Regions from separate parts of the Macaca mulatta genome. Here region 2 is linked to region 1. The links are chromatin contacts, called in public Hi-C maps. All regions are on one chromosome and are shown on one strand. The core of a region is the stretch at or near the end of the contact, and the rest is flanking DNA. Distances in the headings are between cores, read along the strand shown. Region 1 holds the start of ANO10 (anoctamin 10). Region 2 holds the start of ABHD5 (abhydrolase domain containing 5, lysophosphatidic acid acyltransferase).

Region 1 (4,262 bases), core at 81-2,580:
CTCTCTCTCTCTCCCAATATCTTATTGTTCTGGCCTCACCTATTTTCAGACTGTGGTAGACCCTGGGTAACTAAAAACACTTAAAGCCGGCTAGGTGCAGTGGCTCACGCCTGTAATCCCAGCACTTTGGGAAGCGGAGGCAGGCGGATCACCTGAGGTGAGGAGTTCAAGACCAGCCTGGCCAACGTGGTGAAACCCTGTCTCTACAAAAAATACAAAAATTGGCTGGGCGTGGTGGTGCGCGCCTGTAATCCCAGCTACTCGGGAGGCTGAGACAGGAGAATCGCTTGAACCTGGGAGGCGGAGGTTGCAGTGAGCCGAGACTGCGCCACTGCACCCTAGCCTGGGTGACAGAGCGAGGCTCTATCTCAAAACAACAACAACAAAAAGTCAATAAGCGTGGTGGACAAAAGAAATAGGAGAGCAGGTAAGGAAATGGTGGGGTGGGGAGGAGATGAGAACAGGTATTAAGTAGGACGGTCAGAAAGGGCCTCAGGGAGAAAGTGAAAGCCCAGCAAAAACCAAGGGAGGTGAGGAAGTGAGCCAAGCAGCTATCCGAGGGAAGAGCTTTCTGGGCAGAGGGAATGGCTGGGGCAAAGACCCTGGGCCTGGAGGTGGAAAGGTGTCTGGCGAGTTCTAGGAGGAACAAGGGTACCAGTGTGGCTGGTGAGGAGCAAGTAGGAGAGTAAAAGAGGTTTTCATAGAGGTAAGGGACTGGGAAACCCTATAAACCACCGAAAGGGATTTGGCTGTGGTTGGATGTTAGGTTTTAATTATAAAAGGATCTGCGTTTTTCACAACTTGAAAGTGAGCTACAGTTAAAATGAGACTTGTTCTTATACCTGAAAGTGACCAGAAAATTAGGTTCTGGTCTTTAAGAGATGGAAGAGGGAAATGTGAAGGGGCGTATTCCTTTCCCCCGCCCCGACCGCTCTGGGTTGGAGAGCCCAGCGGCGTGCCGCCTCCGCTCCGAGTGACAGCCCAACCAGTCCTCTCCCTTCTCGGCCCCGCCTCTCCCGCTGCCTTCCGGATCTCGAAGGGTGCTACAGTACGTTAGGTACGCCCCTCCCTTTCTCCCGGCCTGGGCTCCGTTCCAGGCGACAGCCCAATCAGGGCTGCCTTTTGTTTCTTCGGACCGGTTCCAGTCTGGGTTCTCGTCCACGACGACCGCCCAGTGAGGCCCCGCCCCTCCCACCGCGGTTCCGCCCCTCCCGGAGCGACCGCCCAGTGAGGCCCCGCCTCTCCCGCCGCGGCCCCGCCCCCTCTGCGTGTGACCGCGTCTAGGCCCCGCCGCGTCCGCCACGCCCAGCGCTCGGCAGCGCCCGCCCCACTGGCCTGGCCCGCCCCCCGCACCCGGCGCTCTTTTGCCCGGCCTCCGGTTCTCGCCGGCTCTCTGGCCAGCCCCCGAAGACGTGGAGCGCTGCGGCGGCCGGTGAGTGGGGAAGGGCACCTCGGACCCCCAGCTGTCGGCGGCAGTGCCCGGCTCCGTGCAGCGACAGAGCCCCGGCCACTGCAGGCTCCAGGAGTTCCTCCCGGCCGCCGCCCTGCGTTCCCGGGCCGCCTCCCGGTGCCGGCACCCCTGGGGATGGGAAGTGGGACCAGGATAGGCGCGGAGGCTGTGGGGGCAGGGATGAGTGAAGGTGTTGCGGGTAGTGGACGTCGCAGGGGAGGGGAGAGGTTTATAGAGGGAATATGGGTCTGGGGCGATGGTTTGAGTCCTGAGAGAAGCGCGATGAGGCTGAAATTTGGGGCTGGTGGAGTCAGGGTGGGGGATGTTAGGGGCCTCAGCGCTCTGGGGAAGGAGGCAGTGAGTGGGGTAGTTGGCGGAGCGGAGTGAAGGGTGGTTTTTAGAAGGGCCAGCTCAGGGTCCCGGGATTCTTGCTTCCTGGGCAGTCCGGGATCAGGACGGGCAAGGCTGTCTCCAAGTGGGTTTGGCCGGAGCGGGCTTGCAGGATAATGCTCACATCGAGGTGATTGGGTTTCCAGGCTTTTGACTGGGACATACTGTGCAGTTTAAATAATAGATACCTGTCTGGCTGGTACCTGGGACACCTGAGAAACGTGGATGGAATGGGGTTCTCCCCTACAGGCAGCGTCTGATTTTCTGGGTGCCTTCACAGCACCAGCATTGGTGTGCGCTGCCTTCTGTAAAACCTTGTATTCCAACAAAACGGTGTATGGAGATCCCAGACTTAAAAAGTGCAGCTGAGGTTTATTCAGACTCAGGACACAGTTGTATCATATTGCCTTAAATCCTGCGGAGTTTAATCCCGTGGGGTTTAAAGCGGTTAAATCCACTTTGTAGTGTCGACTTTTAATTTAAAGTCATACAAATCTAGAGGACTAGATGTTTTCTAAGGGCCCATTCTGCATGATAAACAGTTTAAAATTCAATGTGGAAAGTAAATCATCTGTTCTGAACAGCTGTTGCTGAAAGAATCGTAGAGTTGCAGATGAATGAAATTTGAAAGCTCTAAAATAATGGAAGGGCATAGAAAAGGCTTGGTAAATTGGGGTGTATGTGCACTTAAACCCATTTAAACTTTTTTCTTTTCTTTTTCTTTTCTTTTTGAGACGAAGTCTTGCTCTGTCACCCAGACTGGAGTGCAGTGGCACAATCTCTGCTTACTGCAACCTCCGCCTCTCGGGTTCAAGCGATTCTCCCGCCTCAGCCTCCCGAGTAGCTGGGATTACAGGCGCCCGCCACCATGCCCGGCTAATTTTTGTGTTTTTAATAGAGATGGGGTTCCACCATGTTGGCCAGGCTGGTCATCAACTCCTGACCTCAGGTAATCGTCCCACCTTGGCCTCCCAAAGTGCTGAGATTACAGACGTGAGCCACCGCGCCTGGCCAACTTTTTTCACTGTAGACACCTTTGGAAGACAGAGAAAAGTATAAGGATGAAAATTAAAATCTGTAGTTTTGCCACATGTAATAACATTTTGATGCATTTCTTCCTAATTTTTGTATTTTTGTGTATATGAATGTACACAAAATTAGGGTAGTGTTGTTACATAATTGGGGTAATAATGTCATGTTACTTCATACTTTTGCTTTTTCTTTCCACCTTACAATAAGTACTGTACTTAGCCCATGTGTTAGAATAATTTGATGTGTGCTTGCTTCTGCTACTAGACTAAGGGCTCCTCAAAAGCAAGATGTAGACTTTATTTACCTTTGTACCTTTAGACTCTCATGGCTTGGCTCATAGTAAGCACATGATAAGTGTTTATTATATTTGGTATTTACATTTTGAAGGTGATGAACTCAGCTTCTGTATTCTACTGGTAGGTTAATATTCTTCCCCACCAGCTTTTTATTATGAAAAATTTCAGCCAGGAGAGTTAAAAGAATACCACAAAGAATACCCATATTCTCACGCAATAGATTTACTTACTGAGATTCGTATTACTCTGACACAAAATCCTCTGCTCAGAAACCTACAAGAATGTACTGGCCACTGGATCAGATGTAAACTATAGCATTTGTTATCCTTAAATGGCTGCATCTAATAAAACGTAGCCCTCTGTTCTGGTCAGGCCAGTCTTCTTATTGTTCTTTTCCCATGCTGTCTTTATTCTTGCTTCATTGATTTTACACATTGTTCCCTTTTGTAGAACATGCGTCCCCCATTGTCTGGTCCAGAATTTTTATGCATTAAGTGTTCTGACTGCATTATTAGCTATTTTAGGTGACCACTAGATTTTGTCTTGAACTGATTTCCTTTGTTGAACCTAGCATGTTGAATATTGATTTGGCTGGTATTTTTCAATAGCATTCCTGATACATTTGGAGTATAATTTGATTTTTTGTTGTTGTTGTTTTTTGAGACAGAGTCTTTGTCTGTCACCCAGGCTGGAGTACAGTGGTACGACCTTGGCTCACTGCAACCTCTGCCTCCCAGGTTCAAGCAATTCTCTTGCTTCAGCCTCCCGAGTAGCTGGGATTACAGGCGTTTGCCACCATGCCTGGCTAATTTTTATATTTTTAGTAGAGATGGGATTTCACCATGTTGGCCAGACTGGTCTCAGACTCCTGACCTCAGGTGATCCACCCACCTCTGCCTCCCAAAGTGTTGGGATTATAGGCGTGAGCCACCACCCCTAGCCTGGAGTATAATTTTAATCCAACATTCACTTAGAAGACCTTTTTTGCCCCTGACAATACCTAAGCTCTGTTAGAGGAAAAAAAAGTTGAATGGTTCAAGCAAGATATCCTGAATCTGTTTAATCAGATTGCCGCAAGATTATGGTTTCTACTG
Region 2 (4,280 bases), core at 1,318-3,817, 59 kb before region 1:
GGGATGCGGCAGTGAAAAGTTTTGTGATTTTTAAGATGTCAGGTGGCAAAGGTTTGGGAAGGAGAGAAGGCAGCAGAAAGGCACATATCTTGCCAGTTTTTAAAAAGATTAGATAGAGAAATCCACTCTCCTATCTCCAAGGCAAAGACCTATATTCACAGTCTAATGTAAACCCAGAGGGGAGCTAGCAAACAGACTGAAGCAGGGAGGGGAGAGAAAAATCCCTTATTTATACTTTATTTATAGCATTTGATGATTTCCATGGCGTAAATACTCCCACCATGGCCAATTTCAAGCTGCCAACGGTTGGCAAAATTCCTGAAAATTTAGCAATGGCTTGCTGGTACAAATCAACTCCAGCGCACAACTGCAAATCACCTCTTTTATGGTCTACCCTGCAACTGGGCAATTCTGTGACAGCTTTCCTCTCAACTCAATTGTCACTTAATCATTCTCTAGGATAACTTAAAGCAATTCACAGAAGTCTACTCTACTCTCATCACTTTTAGCTTTCTCAACTGTTCTGCAGCTGAAAGGGGTTGGATGTTGAAAGCAAAATGGATCCCAGTATGCCTGTCTTCACTAAGTGCCACAAAGTAAAGGACAAGAATCATATTCAAAAAGCCGTCAGATGACCATTTTATAACTTTCCTTTGTTAATGTCATCTCCCTATCTAAACCTCAAATGTTTTAAGGTTAGGGAACTGTATTCAAAACAAGAGCCAGACATCCCACGAGTCCCAATTCCAGTGACAGGCAGCAGAGATACAGGATAAGCATCTTAGATTAAATCCAGACACCTGAAAGGGTTCCACTCCAGCCCTGCTACTTGCTGGCAGACTGTCAGCAGCCCTTCCAGTGGTAGTTTCAACTGCAAAATGGGAACAATAACATCCAGCACACAGGGTCAACCTTGGACTTCACAGGATCACTTCTAGGGATAGTCCCTAGACACCGCTAAAGCATATTGCCAAGAATACCAGGGAAGCCCACTTCTGTCTAGAAACTGGCTAATCAGCTGCTAAGGATTTTTTAATCATCTACTTCCAATGACCTCCAACCATCACTCCAAGCCATAAAACCCTTTCACGATTGTGTCCTGGACTTCCAGGTCCCACTACATCAAAACCAAAGAGTCCACCTGAAAGTAGTGTCAAGAGTCAAAAATGTTGTGACAAATCAGATGAGAACACAACCTACCAATCAGGTTCCTACTTGCGTCCACATAACATTCAACATTTCACCTCAATGCAACGAGGAAGTTCATCAACAAACCTCAACAAATAAACAAAACTCAAGAGAATAACTTCGTTTCTAATATTTCACAATTTTTCCCCATGACATCTTTCCAAATATCCCTGTCTTCATGGTACTCCATATTCTATCATTTAGGTTATGCTTCCTAGGCAAATTTCTCCAGAGGTCTGAAGTAGAACCGATGTCAAAAAATTAAATATATATGGGGGAAGTTTACTTTCCAATATAAATGACAGGTCTTGAGAAACAAGGCAATAATCTCCATAACAATTATTCCACTCATTAACTACTATTCTTCTACTAACAAATGCAAGAAGTCATTTAGGTGTAGAAAAGAATAAACTCACTACACCTGTATATCAAAAAGTTTCAGACTAGACATCTGCCCTCCAACTTCCAGTTTCCTATACATTATGTGTTTCTTCTAAGGCACATGCAACACACACTTCGCCAGTAAAACCAGAATAATCCCAGAAGCGCAAACAAATAAGGGACAGTGGAGCTTGCAATCCAAAGACCTTTATTCGAAAGATGAATTATCACATTTGAACGTGGTATCTCTATTTTAAGGGCTAACTTTCTTTCTATGAAGTATCTGAAACCCACAGCCATACACCCACTTCCCTAACTTCTTCTCCCCTCCCTCCTTCTCGGCACCCCTGCCCTCCCGCCGCTTCCCGGGCGAATTCGGGCCTCTAATACCCCCCCAAGGAAGCGCCGCCCCTTCCCACGGCTACGGGAAAGATCGCCCAGCGGCCGAGGCTGGACAGAGCACAGGTAGTACCTGTAGACGGAAGCCGCGCTGGGAGGCTGACAGAGACACCCGGTCATTTCCCGCGCCTCGCAGTCAGGTGCAGGGTCTGCCGGGCACCGCCCGCCGGCCGCACTGGGACAGGCCGGGTCCCTTGGCAGAGCCCGAGCCGGTGCGGCCGCCGCGGCCAGCTCAGTCGCCTGCCCGCGGGGCGGCTTACACAACAACGGGGCGGACCCTCCGCGCGGGGTCAAGGCAGCCTCCCGGTGCGGCCGGAGTCCGGCTCAGACACCTCGCGGCCCCGGCGCTGAGGGGAGCCTATCCCGAGCAGAGCGGCGCCGGGACGCCTCGGGGCGCCGCGCGGAGTCATGCTGGGGCGAGGAAGCGGCAGGTCATCGCCAGGCGGGCGGCGAGTCCTTGGTGCTGCCCGCTGGGCCTAACCCGGCCCGCGCGGAGGGTGCGCGCCGGAGACGCATAGAAGCCCCCTGCCCTCTGCCGGCTGCGCTTACCTCTCTTCGGTGTCGGCGGAGCCCACCTCCTCCTCCTCCGCCGCCATAGCCGCCGCCGCGCAAGCGCCGGAACTCGCCTCGAAGCCGGCTGACAGGCCGACTGGGCCGCCCCAGGTCGGCGCTGCACTTAAGGCCGCGCGGGCCGCCCGCGCATGCGTCTTCCGCGCCCTAGCACGGCCTGGCGGCGCGCCCGCGTTTGCGCGTGCCCGGCCTTGCCTCCGCCATCCCCAGTCAGCGCGCACGCGTTCTCCCGCCCGACGCCCCCGGGTGTGAGTGCGGGGCCGGACAGTCAGCCCAGAAGAACTGGTGAGACTCACCCGACTGAGTTAGGTGATAGCTAATTTGAATAATGACTGTATTCATGCATCATCCTGTCAGTGTTGGCTGTCAGGTGGCACCTTGGGGGCGGAGGTGCGTCCAGTCCTGGAAGAGCCTAGCTAGTGTCCGATAGATGGTGCAGTGGCGAATGAAATGCCGTAATCGAGGTGCTGTGTGGCCTCCCGGGCCTCCCACCAGCCCTTCCCCGCGGGTTGAGGGGCCGGGGGGAGAGGGCGACTCACAGGAGCCTTCAGTCAGTTGAGCACTGCTCTAGGTGCTGGTGTTACTGTAGTGTCCCAAACCAGCAATTTCCCTCCCACTCAACCCTCTAGATACCTGGGAGGGTGAAAAGAGTAGGTGTTGGCCGGGCGCGGTGGCTCATGCCTGTAATCCCAGCACTTTGGGCGGCCCAGGCGGGTAGATGACCTGAGGTCGGGAGTTCGAGACCAGCCTGACCAACATGGAGAAACCCTGTGTCTACTAAAAATGTAACATTAGCCAGGCGTGGTGGCGCACGCCTGTAATCCCAGCTACTCGGGAGCCTGAGGCAGGAGAATTGCTTGAACCCGGGAGGCGGAGGTTGCGGTGAGCCGAGATCACGCCACTGCACTCCAGCCTGGGCAACAAGAAGGAAACTCCGTCTCAAAAAAAAAAAAAAAAAAAAAAAAAAATCGATGTTTAGGTAGTTAGAGTTATTGAGGGGAAATGACTAACCTAAATAGAAGTATTTCTTGACCTGTTTTAAAGCTTTTTAACCATCAGGTGCAACCTGCTTTTGTAATTCTACCACCCACTACTACTCATTCATTTGTGTTTCATGTGTATCTACTATGGGCTCACTTTGTTCTAGGTGCTTGAAAACAATTGGTTGAAATACGGCTGCTGTTTTGATAGATCCTATGCGAATACATTAACCTTTATTTTAGACTCAGTTCATTGCTCTCCTTCCCTGACTCTCCTCCCTCTTTTTCTCTCCTCTGAGCCCCACTGTAAACGTATCTTTATCGACCATCTAGCTGTCAGATTCTCGGCCTTGCGTAATTGTTACAGCTTTTTAATAAACATTATCGAGTATCTTTCCAACTACACGAGAAAGTCCTCTAGGATAGGAATGGTGTCTTCTGTAATTTAGAGGGGGGAAAGCCACTTATAATCTCTTAGGCATAGTAATAACTAGTAAATTTTTTATTGTGTTTGATCTAATTCATAAAATGTTTTAGGGAAGACCAGAACGTATAAAAAACATTTTTATAGGAATTCCTGGTTGTTTTATGAAAGGGCCATATATGCAAAGTGACCTCCAAATGCAGAAGGAGCTGAGAAACTAAAGAATGAAGCAGACAAATCCAGCTTGTCAGTAAAAGGTGATTTATTAGGGAACTTACGGACAGAAGCATGGTCTTGGACAGCAGCAAGACAGGTAAATCTCTGTGCTGTTACCCTCC

The links. Hi-C and Micro-C count contacts between places; a contact is called where the count stands out from the background.
Region 2: a Hi-C map of blood shows a contact between it and region 1, with 2.0 times the contacts expected there. The contact joins the promoter of ABHD5 here to the promoter of ANO10 in region 1. A contact is called at or near these places in 3 of 14 Hi-C or Micro-C datasets (blood, cortical neurons and liver).

What each region holds. Positions count from the first base shown.
Region 1 is chr2:106,939,864-106,944,125 of T2T-MMU8v2.0, reverse strand. ANO10 (anoctamin 10) reads left to right here and starts at 1,330. Exons shown (of 14, transcript XR_013414552.1): 1 at 1,330-1,432.
Region 2 is chr2:107,000,067-107,004,346 of T2T-MMU8v2.0, reverse strand. ABHD5 (abhydrolase domain containing 5, lysophosphatidic acid acyltransferase) reads right to left here and starts at 2,567. Exons shown (of 7, transcript NM_001265641.1): 1 at 2,518-2,567. The coding sequence starts at 2,564.